Regions from separate parts of the Mus musculus genome. Here region 2 is linked to region 1. The links are chromatin contacts, called in public HiChIP or PLAC-seq maps. All regions are on one chromosome and are shown on one strand. The core of a region is the stretch at or near the end of the contact, and the rest is flanking DNA. Distances in the headings are between cores, read along the strand shown.

What was found. HiChIP or PLAC-seq counts read pairs in DNA pulled down with a chosen protein or histone mark.
Region 2: an H3K27ac HiChIP or PLAC-seq map of extraembryonic endoderm stem cells shows a contact between it and region 1, with 5 times the contacts expected there. The contact joins two enhancer-like sites. A contact is called at or near these places in 8 of 39 promoter capture datasets (the 3T3-L1 cell line, 3T3-L1-derived adipocytes, cranial neural crest and 4 more), 1 of 15 datasets of contacts at CTCF or cohesin (the NIH/3T3 cell line), 11 of 484 Hi-C or Micro-C datasets (Sertoli cells, adipose-derived mesenchymal stem cells, brain and 7 more), 11 of 115 datasets of contacts at active chromatin or transcription factors (the NIH/3T3 cell line, embryonic forebrain, embryonic limb bud and 6 more) and 2 of 9 other capture datasets (adipose tissue and liver).

What each region holds. Positions count from the first base shown.
Region 1 is chrX:51,510,235-51,516,521 of GRCm38.p6, reverse strand. The region is part of intron 2 of Hs6st2 (heparan sulfate 6-O-sulfotransferase 2); the gene reads left to right. Among named protein-coding and RNA genes, the nearest start is that of Hs6st2, 170 kb to the left of the region's middle. Within about 2 kb of position 1,476, at least 21 of the 459 cell types and tissues checked have an H3K27ac peak or open chromatin away from gene starts, as enhancers often do. A contact at or near this core is called in extraembryonic endoderm stem cells, where this site is marked.
Region 2 is chrX:51,697,642-51,704,225 of GRCm38.p6, reverse strand. The region is part of intron 1 of Gm35727 (a long non-coding RNA gene); the gene reads right to left. Among named protein-coding and RNA genes, the nearest start is that of Gm35727, 19 kb to the right of the region's middle. Within about 2 kb of position 4,900, at least 3 of the 459 cell types and tissues checked have an H3K27ac peak or open chromatin away from gene starts, as enhancers often do. A contact at or near this core is called in extraembryonic endoderm stem cells, where this site is marked.

The sequences.
Region 1 (6,287 bases), core at 227-2,726:
TCCTCACTCTGTACCACTTTATGGTGTCCATGCTACCCACACCTGTTTTTCAAGCATACTTAGCCTTAACAGAGCTCTCTTCCTTTGGCATGTATATATTGTTCATACATGCATGCTCCAAAAAGGATGCTTTTTGAAATCAAAACAGAATGTGTACGAGCTAGGTATTTGTTCATTAGCTATGTGACTCTGCTCCCATCAGTTAACTTCTGAACCTCAGTTCCTTTGGTAAAGCATAAACAGTGTTGACCACAACACTGTGTGTAGTGTGTCTGGCCTCTAGTGAACAATAAATGTAACTTTAATCATAATACTTGAGGGCACATTTTGCCCCCAGCCAAGTTCAGCCACCTGCTCTCAGGAAACGAACTTAAGAGCTAGTTGAAAGATAGAAAGCAGAATATGGAGATGTATTCAATATGGCCACATTGGGAAGAGAGACAAAGAGATCCATGAAATTTCCCCAGTCTATCTTTGGGGTCCTGAAGTGAGCTTAATATTTAAATAGAGGTCCAAAGATATGCACATCTAAGCTGTCCTGGTCAAGGTGTGGTGGCGCCTACCTTTGACTCATCCTTGGCTGGGCTTCAGTTTCATCCACTAAGGTGGCTGACAAGTTGTTAGAACTGTGACATCTCTTTTTAGGAGACAAGTTTCTTCTTCTGGAGGCTTTGCCTTTTACCAACATTAGGTTCCTGGGGAAACTGCCCTTTCTTTGGAGTTCACTGTCTCAGCGGGCAGATTCGTTGAGACATGTTCAGACTTTCGTTAGATTTTCTTTCCCTCTAGAGTCCCAGAAGCTTTTACGGAAAGTTCTGAACCTTCACATTGGTTCTTCCCTGCTTAGAATTCAGAATAATCTTTCTATCATCAAATTATTTGCTTTTTATATTTCACAAAATTCACCATTTAAAATCGATAAGTGGAATTTAGTACACTGACATTATTGTGGATTTATCATCACTTTAGTTATGAAATATTTAAAATCACCCCGAAGTGAGACCACCTACTCACCCACCAACCATTCGTCATCCCCCACCTACAAATTATTTACTTTTCACATCTGTTTCTAAAACCTTGCCATTCTGTAAACCTGAGTTGAGGGAGATAAATTCTAGGTCGTTAACTTTTCTTAAAAGCCAGTAATATATTTCCAAATAGAAGAAGTAGATTGTAACAAAGGCTGTCTTATAAAAGAAGAGAGTGAAAACCCGAACATGATGAGCTCCTACTGTGGCTGTTACAGAAATGGACTCTTTGATATTTATTCTTTCTATTTTACAGTATTTTCTTGCTCTTAAGGGGAAGAGAGAAGGGACCCATTTGCACAAGTGAAGGGATAGACTTTTCTAGATGGCCCTGTAAACAAGTGGTGAGAAATCTAGGGGAAAGGTCAGCAGGTCAGTCTCTTTGCAGTTAGTTTCTATCCTGACACATTCCAGGGGAGGAATTTCAGTCTTGGGAGGCACCAGATAACCCTCAGGGGAAGCATGGCCCTTTGAAGTAACTGATTGTCTGTTTCTTCAGCTGCTGATCCACTCACACCACCCAAATCAGTGGGGCCCCCCTCATCAGCACTCAGGTACAGCCTGGCTGACCGCTGCATTGCAGTGGAAGGATTTATAAGCAGGCTGTGGGAGGGGGCAGTCAGTCACCATAGAGACAAAAGACAAATTCCAGTTGGCTGTATCTTCAAGAAAGGGAGAGAAGGACAAACAGTTAAGAAAATTCCTTGGTGAAAATCCTGTGGGATTTTGCAGATGGCTGTGAAGACTGTGTTAACCAGCTTGCACTGTGAGACAGTGGGGTTACCCACAAAGGCTTCTTGAGAAGATAAAGGACTAAGCAGGCTTCTTGGCTTAGGCTTAGTGACTGTTGGCTGATGTACTTTGCCTAGAGTATTGATGACATCAAATTATAAAGCATAATTTCTTCCTAAAAAATGTCAGTTTTGGAGCAACTTTGATACAGGTGTTATGTGTGTGTGTGCATACATGCTGACGATCAAACCCAATGTCTTCTACATGCTCTCGATGAAACTTCACAAGTCAGTTATATCTCCAACCCCTGCTGCAGCTTTTAAGGCCATAAAAGGATGTAAAGCAGGTTAGTGTGCTTAGGAAACCTTAGTTGGTTTTGATGGTAAATGACGTTCTCATAGTCTAGAAGTGAACACCTAAGAGATGGTGACAATGTCAACTGGTGAAACTGTTATACTTTAACCTCCGTTAGAACCATCCTAGAGACCAGGAATGTGCCTCTTTAAAATTCCGATTCCTAATGTCACAATGAAAATACCAGACTCAATATGCTAACTTAAAATTACTGAAAATATGTTTCTGATTCAGATTTCTGCATCCCTAAGTCAGAAGAACTGCCGGTATCAAAAAGAAACATTTAAGTAAGTGACCCTGAGTAGTTCTAAAGTATTTGATCTTGAACCTAAGCCAACAGAAACAGTAGTCTCTGGAATTCTGGGGGTGTGAACTGTAAAGGGGTAAATTGGGAGAAAAATCTACTTTCCACTTCAAATTTAGTCTTCCAACTGTTTTATTGAGGTCCAGTGGGCCAACATGGCTAAGGGCACAGACTGAGCCCCTCAAGTCTCATAACAGAATCAGAATAAACTGATTATTCATAAAGTTCTATGAGCAAGTTGCACTATGAATGAGTGATCATAAATAAAGTAGGATATTCGCACTCATTTCTGCATGTGTGGATTTCTTCCCTTCCCAAGAGACTTAAATCTGTGGCCATTATCTGTGATTGAAAACACATTAAGTGAAGTTGTCAGACAAGCTTTTGACAGTTATAGCCTTAACTTCATCCGTGAGATTAAATTTGAAAAGTATTCTTGAAGGCTTAATAAATAGAAATTTCTAAAAGTTTCATGCTGAAGGCTATTCTCTTTTTCTTCATGTTTTTTTGAATTGAGGAAGGATGAAGTTTTACCTCCTATTCAAAAGATAGAAGATTTAGTAGCTCCTATGAAATTTACCCTTTCTGTTCCTGGAGAAAAATATTTATTAGAAATCAAACTGCATTGTGGATGCAAGTGGAATCGTTTTGTTTTTTATGGCTGTAGTTAGATGGGTTCCTATAAATGAGCCTTAAATAGTCTGCTTTAATGTCTCTTAAAAAGCAAGTATTTCACAAAGAGGGGACAGTTTCAACAGCTCAAGTCTTAGTTTGGCCCATTGGCTATGTTTATCTCAAAGCCTTTAAAGAATCTAAACTTGATCCAAAACTTGATCTTCAGCTGAATAGGAGGAGGAGAGAACGTGAAAGATAGCCCCTCCCTAGAGCAGTAGGTGTCTCTCCCTTCCTCCTAGTTGGTTCTTTAGGATATCCTACAGTCATTCTGTAGTCTTATACCCTACCCATGTTCCAATATCTGTCCAGTTTTCACAGGCCATATTACAACTCTGCCTTCTGACAGACAGTGGCCCATGGGTAACTCTTCTGAGGGGTATTTAACGAGACTGTAGAACTGGCTTGGTGGCCCCGATTAAGCATCTGGTTCAGTAGCTGTAAGCTTGAGGTTTATGTTCCAAAGGCTTCAGCATCTCTCAGGAAGTCCCCCTTATCTCCTCTCAGTGATGTTCACTTCTCTTTCTTGGGAAATTCCTTTGCTAATAACATATTTGAGGTGAATTAAAATGTCCTCCTCCCACAGCTTCAGCTTCCTGTTCCTAAGGGTGACTTACACAATTAGTCCTAAATAGTTCCAGCTGTTAAGGTTTCCCCAGGGATGCTCTTTGTCAAGTGGTTTTCCCGTTGGTAAATTTGACTGCTTCTAATGAGGCTGTGTGCTTTATGTGTAATAGACAATATTAGATTACACATCTACATCTTTACGGTACCTCTTAAACCTCCAAAACCCTAGAGTATTAAGTATTCTCTGAGATCACTCTTGATAATCATCTATCTAATGGCATTTTCCCAGTTGTGGTTGGACAAAACAAAAACCAACCAAGCAAACGAAAAACCCTTTTCTGTTGCCTCTCATGGAGTGGAGCCTAGTTCTTCTGCTCTGTTTTTTTTTTTTTTTTGTGATCAGTGTATTTAGGGAACTATCTTTTCACTTCCTACAAGACACACACTGGACAGGAGCAGTGTGTTCAAGGGGATGGGTTATGTAGGCTAGCAGCAGAGAGGGGGATGCAAGGCCAACAGAACAATGAAGAAAATGATGTCACAATTAGGTCAGAGAGCCCCTAGTCAGCAAGGGTGTGTCACAGGTAGAAAAGTAGTTCAAGAGCAATGGAGAAGCCTGTACAGGATCACGTGTGAGCTCTACAGGATAAGCAACCATGAGAAAAAGACTGGCAGAGAGATCACAGAGAATTGTGAGAGATAAGAATGATCGAGCAGCCAAGAAAAAGACAATGCAAGCGAACAAGAGAAGAGAGGAAAGCAAGCAAGCCAACACAGGACACAGAAATCAACTGGAAAGTCTCAAATAAGGAACCACTCTCCCCACACAGATTCTAGTTTTCCTGTACCTCAAATGGAATTTCAGGAATACATATCTTCAGAATCACTCTTATGGAACCATTTTAAAGTCCCAGTGGCCATCCTGAAGATGTAGATGGCAAAAGAATACTTGCTTGGAATGCAGGAAAACCTGGGATCAACTCCCAGTATCCCATATACTGACTATGCTGACATAGACTGGCAATCCCAGTACTTGGGAGGTGGAGGAAGGAGGATCGGGAGTTCGGGGGCATCCTTGACTATATATGGAGTTGAAGACCAACATGGACTACATGAAACCCTATTTCTCCCCAAAGTAAATAACAACAACAACAATAATAATATCTTATTTCTTCCCAATGTAAACAACAACAACAAAAATAACAACAACAAAAGATCCCATGCACAAGTGAAAATACACCTACCCCTTTCTTTCAATGCATTTTGAAATTTTGGAGTAAATCCTACTATTGGTCATGGAGGCAAACCTGACCATTTTCCATGTTTGTATTAAACCAGAAACCCATGTAAAGACCAGACTAAAATCACCAGGGATTACAAAACACCAGAGCTGGATAATTTTCACAGACTCATGCTTGTTAAAATATCATGTTTTAGCAGGCTGTTGGTGGCATAAACCTTTAGTCCCAGCACTCAGGTCTCAGAGGCAGGCAGATCTCTGAGTTTGAGGCCAGTCTAATCTACATAGTATGTTCCAGGACAGTCAGGGCTACACAATGATATCCTGTCTCAAACAAAACAAAACAAAACAAAAAACAAAACAAAGTTAAAAAAAATCAGTCAACCATGTTCTAGGGCTGAGATAACTCATTAGTTAAAGAGCATGTATTGCTCTTCTAGAGGACCCTGATTAGATTCCAAACACCACATGGTACTTGGCAACCTTATATAGCTATAGCTCCAGGAGACTCACCATCATTTTCTGCCGGCACCAGGCATTCACCAGACATATATGTAGACAAAACCCTCATCATCATCATCATAATATATATGTCATATATTTATATATATATATCATAGACACACACACACACACACACACACACACACACACACACACACACACATAAAATTCCATGTTCCCAGGGGCTGGAGAGATAGCATAGTTGGTAGAGTGCTTGCTAACAGCATGAGGCCCTGCATTCAAATCTTCAGGTCCCCAGAATGTAAAACTCCAGACATTCTGAGAGATGCTTGCAATCTGAGTGATGGAGAGCTAGAGAGAGAAACATTCATGGAGCTCATTGGCTAGACAGCCTTGTTTATGCAATGCTTTTCTGCTTGGATTTGAGTTCCTATCTCAAAAAATAAGTTGGCCTCTGTTCAACCTTCTACCAACCTACTTACCTACTTACCTACTTACACACATGGGGGAAGGGGAGGGTCAAGAATCAAGAATATCATGTTCTTCCACTTCTCTCTCAAAAAGTATGGTTTTATTTCAAAAGGTTGGGCTGACACCTGTGTGAGTATAGCTTTAATTCACCACCCACTACGAGGTTCTGGTATCCAGCAAGATGTTAGCTTTAAGCTGTACATTTTCTCATCAAGCACAATCATTTGGGTCACTGATCTAAAGGTAGATTGCATCCTAACAAAGCCCAGACTAGAATGGAAGTAAAAAATATCAGCAACGAATAGAAATAGTATTTTCATATAAGGACTCAAAATTAGTGCAGAAAAACTGATAACCAAGGAAGTATCCACCTTTAAATAAACAGAAGGTCCAATTCTTTACTTGTGTGTACCCCTGCTTCACTTGAATAACCACACACACTTAGCACGAGTTA
Region 2 (6,584 bases), core at 3,651-6,150, 180 kb before region 1:
TCTGTAAAGTGCTTGACAGAATAAAGCTTTCTTTGCCCCCAAATTTTCAGGGACTATAGGTCAATAAGCTATTAATATGCATCCTGTGAACAACTAATTCTCTGGCAAGTACATTTTAAAAGCTTAATTTGCTTATCCCCTCTTGGAAGAGTCATAATAGCAGTCAACAATGATGCTAAGAATCCTTGCAATAGCATGAGAGAGGGACACATGGGACCCGTGATGGCTAGTTTTAACGGTTAACTTGACACAATGTAGACCTACCTGCAAATAGAGTCTTGTTGAAGGGTCCTCTAGAAGAGGTAATGGCCTCTGGGCATGTCTGGAGGGAATTGCCTTGACTGTCTTAAGTGTGGAAGACACACACATTGTGGATGGCACCATTCCCTGCTTTGCAAGCAGTTTGAGTATAGCAAGGTGGCTGAGCACAAGCAGGCATGCATAATTCATTTCTTTCTGCTCTCGACTATGAATTTGATGTGTCGCTTCAAGTTCCTGTTGCTTTGACTTCCCTGCAGTAATCTGGGATTGTGAGCTAAAAGAAACCTTTCTCCCCTAAATTGCTTTTTGTCAGGATATTTTATCTCAGCCACAAAAATAAAGCTAAAGGAGGGTTCCGCCCCTTAGTGCTGAACTATTGGCGACTGACAGAATCTGGGAGAGGAGACAGCGTGGTCTTCAATTGTGTGTGCACAAGGCTCCAATGAATAGTTCAAACCCCATGGTGACACAGACAGCCTCAGTTAAACTCAGTGAGTCACAAAACAAAAAGGCATGAATGTAAGGGGAAATGCTTGTGAGGGAAAAGGAGAACTGACAGGGCTGGAGGGAGAAAAACAGATGGGAAGGGGTAATCAGAATGCATTCTATACATATGAGAGGTTAGCCAAAGAATATATTCAATTTTAAAAGGGACTACTACAATTACAGTCACCCATTTCTTTTTATTTAGCTCAGTTTATTCTATACGTATTGGTCCATGAATCATCTCTTTTCATTTAATAGCTGACAATATATGATGAAACTCCCATTCTCTGGCATTCAGCTGCAGATTAAGCGGAATTTACCAGAGGACATGTGAGCACTTTGACGTCATTAAGAAATTCTATAGGGGTTAGAGCCTCCTTGCAGATCTGAGTCATCTGTGCAAAAAATAATAACTTCATCTCTCTATAACTGATCCCCACCTGCTTGTGAGTCCCCAGGTCCTCCGAAGGAGGGAATTACTTACACTCTGTCTCTTTGAAATGACTCAGTGTTTTCTGGTTTCAAACTTAATCTCTGTTGGAGAATTAGTTACTCATTTGGTTCAGCATTTCCACCTAGGCTCCTCCGTAGCTCAATCACAGCTGCTCTTAATTCAAGACTTTCCTATTCTGGCTCTGTTTTCTACACCCTTGATCCCCTTCCTGCCCTCTTACTTTCCACTTCAAACACACCCCCCCCCACTTCCTGTTTTTGCTCTCGTTTGTCTACCTTTTGAGGGTCATGCACTTTTGCAGGAAGCAATCCCTTATACAGAGAATGTTTTGCCACACTGCATACTCAGAGCACCTATGTCATTGTGAGACTATGACGTGAGAAAATAATGTGAATTAATTTCTTCTTCTTTTTTTCTTTTTTGGAAAAGTATATCTTAGAGCTAAAATATATGATAGGGTGACAGGACACTCTATTCCAGGTAACTGAAAAGAAGCAGCTAACTGTGTAGCTCAGTGGTTCAAGGCATGCTTACCTAGCATATGCAAAACCCGAAGGTTAAGTGGAAGGAAGGAAGGAAGGAAGGAAGGAAGGAAGGAAGGAAGGAAGGAGGGAGGGAGGGAGGGAGGGAGGAAGGAAGGAAGGAAGGAAATACAAGTTTTGAGAAGGAATCTTGCTGTCTTGCACTGGCTAGCTTGGTGAGTGTTATGAAGCCCAGACTAGCCTTGAACTTGTCAGGATCCTCCTCCCTCTGTCTCTAGAGGGCTGGGATTAAAGGCTTCTACTACCACATCTAGCCAGAAAGATAAATCATTTTACAAATTTCTTTTAATATACAAAGTACAGCAAAGTGAAACATGCTGACAATTTCATGGCTATCAGCCATAATGGCGTGTCATCCCAGGGAAGGTGAGAAGCATCCTTATAAAAGTATTTTTTATTCTATCAGAGGCTGCTTTAGAACAATTTATTTATAAAGCCAATGAAAGGCCCTGTATATCTAAGATGACAGTAGACTGAACAATAGGGAAGATGCTTGAGTTTTGCGTACAAAGGCAAATTAAACTAACCTGTCAGAGCCTATTATTTACATACTGCAGCGTCTGGCTTCATTACTCTGTAAAATGCCTCCCGTTTACTTCTCTATCTTTTGTTGTTCTGTAGAGTTAATCAAAAGAGGATCAAACATGCTGTGCCTTTAAAAAATTATTGAAAGGAATAGATATTTTTTTTCCTAAGCAAACTGCTACAATGTTTTATTGCTGCCTGTCTGTATAGTCCATTAAGAGATCCAAATCCATGTCCTCAACTGGGGCGGTAGCTGCTAACTGCTAATGACAGGAGAGTATAAAAAGTGACTTCCCATCACACCCACAAAGCACTGGGACCCTTTCTTTTTTTTCTTTCGAAAACACTCTCCTTCTCATAGATTGTCATAGATAGATTTAATAGTTGTCAACTAAAGCCAAAGAGGTCATAAAAGATGAAGGAAGAAAACCTGTATTTAGGGGCTGCAAAGATGGCTCAGGGTTAAGAGAACTTGCAGACAATCTAAGTTTGGTCCCCAGCCTCAAACTGCATGAACTTTGAAGCAGGAATGTTTATTGCACTCAAAAATATATGCAGTCATTTAGAGGCCATATAATTCAACGTAGAGAAAAAGCCTCACCTACTCTAGGATGTGTCTCACTGGCTTATTTGGTAAGTTTCCTCACCAATTTTCAGAAGTAAACACTTGAAACTGACATTCTGAGTACTATCCGTACCTAGAAAAATGTTTAAGTGTTCTGAGTGCCTTGAAGCTTGAAGGCCTGCTTGTCACTACAATAATGTTGTCTACTCAAGACTTCAAGACTTCAGGCCTAGGCTAGTGTGGGTCCCTAGCTGGGATGATTTGCATGAGAATATCCTATATAGCCTCATATATTTGAGTGCTTGGTCTCCAGTTGGTGGAAATGTTTGGAAAGAACTAGGAGGCATAGTTAGAGGAGGTGTGTTACTGGATGTGAGCTTTGAGGTTCCAAAAGGCCATTTCCTTTAGCTCTCTCTCTCTCTCTCTCTCTCTCTCTCTCTCTCTCTCTCTCTCTCTAATTTGAAGATCAGGATGTAAGCCCTTAGCTACTACTGGTCCAGAGCCATGCCTGCCTGCCTACCTGACTGTTACCATGGTCCACCCTGTGACGATTATGGACTCTAATCCCTTGGAACCCTGAGACCCAACAAACATTTTCCTTTATAGGTTGCCCCAGTCATGATGTATTTTCACAGAAATAGAAAAATAACAAGATATTATCCTATAATATGGTTTGTGATAGAGCTGAATTTTGGATTCTTTTCTACCACTTGCTAGCTCTGTGAACCTGGGCAACTGATTTTACTTCATTTTTGTACCGTTTATAAAATGAGTATGGTAAAGAGTCTATTATTTGTTGTGAGAAGGCATTTAGATAGCAAAGCAATATATTATCATTCAAGAATAGTTCCATGTATTATTTGTATCAGAAAAGAGTGGCAGTGAGTCCCTCCTCCTCCCAAAATGAATATGTAGTTGCTTGGTAAGTGCCGAATTTAAGGCCACTTTGGGATTGAGTAGAATAAACTGGAGTTCTCTGTAGACAATAATCCTTCCTCAGTGAGAAGGCAGCCCCAGGTTCTCATCTCGAAGAACAAGTAGCCTTGCCTTTTTTTCCCCCTGAAATCTTCATCAATTTTGGACCTGGAGCTTGTGTTTGGGGCTGAGGTGGTAACTGAAAAAAAAAAAACAACAACAACAACAAAAAAAAACACTGTGTTTTACTGCGAAATGTACTGTCTTGATTCCCTTTTCTCCAAAGAAGAATTTAATCTCATCAAATCCTTAAAATTCAATATCTTTAGAATCCTCAAAAGATTCTGAAGAATGACTTTAGTTGCATGAAGAAGTCTTTGCCGTTCTCCATATGGCCTCCTGTTGAGATAGAGGTCCCTCTTTTTGTTCCTGCTACTGCCCCATCTTATGGGGACTAAACCTGTTCCTTCAATGCACTTAATCGTTTTAAGCCTGGTCCTATCTCCAGCCAGTCCTTCTCAGAAACCTCTTTTAAAACTGCTTCTTCCTCCCACCCCCGAGACAAATTGTTTTCTACTCTCCTCACTTGTTCAAATCGACAAAAATCCATAAGAAATGCGTCCATGTGGAGACCTGCTCAAGCAGTTTCCACTAGGGACATGGTTGGCCATATCTGCAGTTCAAGAGGCAGCAATTGTTGGCACACACTGCTGTGAGCCTGGAATGACATATCTTCATAGCCAGGATTGAAAAACAATCTTTAAAATGGAGGGAATTCTCCCATTGTTTGATGTCTGAGATAGTATTCTCAGAACAATTCATTTAGGGGTTGGGTGTGTAGCTTAATGGTAGAGCATGTGATAACCATGTACAAAGAACTGGGTTCCATCCTGGCACAAAACAAACATGCAAACAAAAACAAAGCACATTTTAACTGAGAAAGTGGAAAGGTAAGAACCAAGCCTGTAGCTTGAAACCCTAGGGAAGGAAGGAAGTTCCCAAGGCCAGAGATGGGAAAGGAGGAGGGGTTGGAGAATGGAGTGTGTCAAGGAGGATCAACTGCTGACTTTTCTCCTTTGCACGGTGTCTATCTGGCCCCAAGCTGTTGATTTGTGAGCATGAATGCTTCCTGCTTTGTCCTGTTACTTTATCCCTGGCAATGAAGGGCAGAGAGAACAAGGGACAGCTGTTTAACATCCCGCTCTAGCTGTTTTGCTGAGAACAGAGTGGAAAGAGGAATGCATTCATGTTTATTGAGCACCTGCTATCTGCCAGTTACCAGGAATGTCCATATCACATGAGTCTTAGTCTATAGGCGGGGTGTGTGTGTGTGTGTGTGTGTGTGTGTTTGAAATAACCCACCGGACAGAGTCAGCCAGCTGGGAAATAAGTGAAAATGCCAAAAGCCACACAGCTAGCTCACTTAGCCATCTTGTGCTCATCATTATTTTCTGCTTTTCAACAGATGTGGGAAAGCTGAGAATTAGGCTGAAAGGCTCTCCCAAGATCCCACAGCTAGTTTATGGTAGGGCAGGATAACTGTGGGTTCTCTTCTCTTCATGAGAAATCATACAGCCTACTTGTAGCAGTATGGCATGCAAGACCCGGGAAAGGGACATGTCAGATTTCACTTGGGCATTTCTGTTAGTGGGTATCAGGTATTAAACTGCAGGCACGAATATTTCCAGAGGAACACAATTAGAAAGGCAAACACAATGTCTAATTCCTGCTTGGCAGCTGCCTATATATATATGGACAAAGAAGTGAAAGAATAAAGGGAGAAAGAAAAACAGAGAAATCAAGGCAGTCAAAAGCATATATTTTTAGAGAGCTCAAAAGATAAAAATGATAGTCTCCCTTGGAGTTTATCTTAATGAGCAAGACTCAATCAATGGAAAGTGACAGATGGGATAATTTAAAGTTCAACTTTCCTTCGTCTCTTTCTTTGTATAAAAGAGAAGCAACTTTTTGATCTTTTTTTCCTCAGCTGTAATATTCTGCTGCAGAAAGAAGATTGAACACCGAGTACCACATTAATATGTTATTGGCATCTTTCTTTTTTCATATCCTACATGTTGATTGTAAAACCGTCCAGGGAGACTGATAGCTGTAATATATTACAGTTTCTCAACCTCAAATTAATTTCATAACAGTACAGTAGAGCCAGATACTCTGCTTCAAGAAGTATCTTAAAGTAGGTAATATTCTTTTCTTTTGAAGCCCTGGTTCTGGCTATTTTATTTATGGGATAACCTATTCTGACTGCATTTTTTTTCTTGCTCCACTACCAAATAAAGTAATTACCACTGCACCTGGAGGGTCCCATTCAGCAGCAGGAGCTTCAATGCACGTGAGTCCAGAGTGAACTGGACAAAGTACAGGAGGATCAGAGGAACTCTGTGTGAGAAATGCAGCCCACGTCTTCCTGCTCCAAGCTGCAGGCTAAGTCGGCATGCTCATGTAGACACTGCAGGCTAAGTCGGCATGCTCATGTAGACACCTCTTAAGCTAATGAGCTCATTCAGGAGCAAGGTGCCTGTCAGTGCTTTATTCGAACCCTTTCCTCTTTCCACAGCACTGTTTCCCACCCTGAAGTGAGAGCCTAAGAACACTCTGTCCTTCTGGCTTTTGCTTGGGGAAATAGTTGTGAGAGATGAATGTGAGCGTTCTCACTTCCCATTCCACTGAGTCTAAGGACTGATGTAGCTGCCACAAAGAATCTGACATAGATGCCAGGCTTGTACTCTTTTCCTCTAGAGCTGTGCTGTGTAATTTGGTGGTCACATGTCACATGTGACCATTCAAATTAAGTTAAAATTATTTAAAACTGAATCAG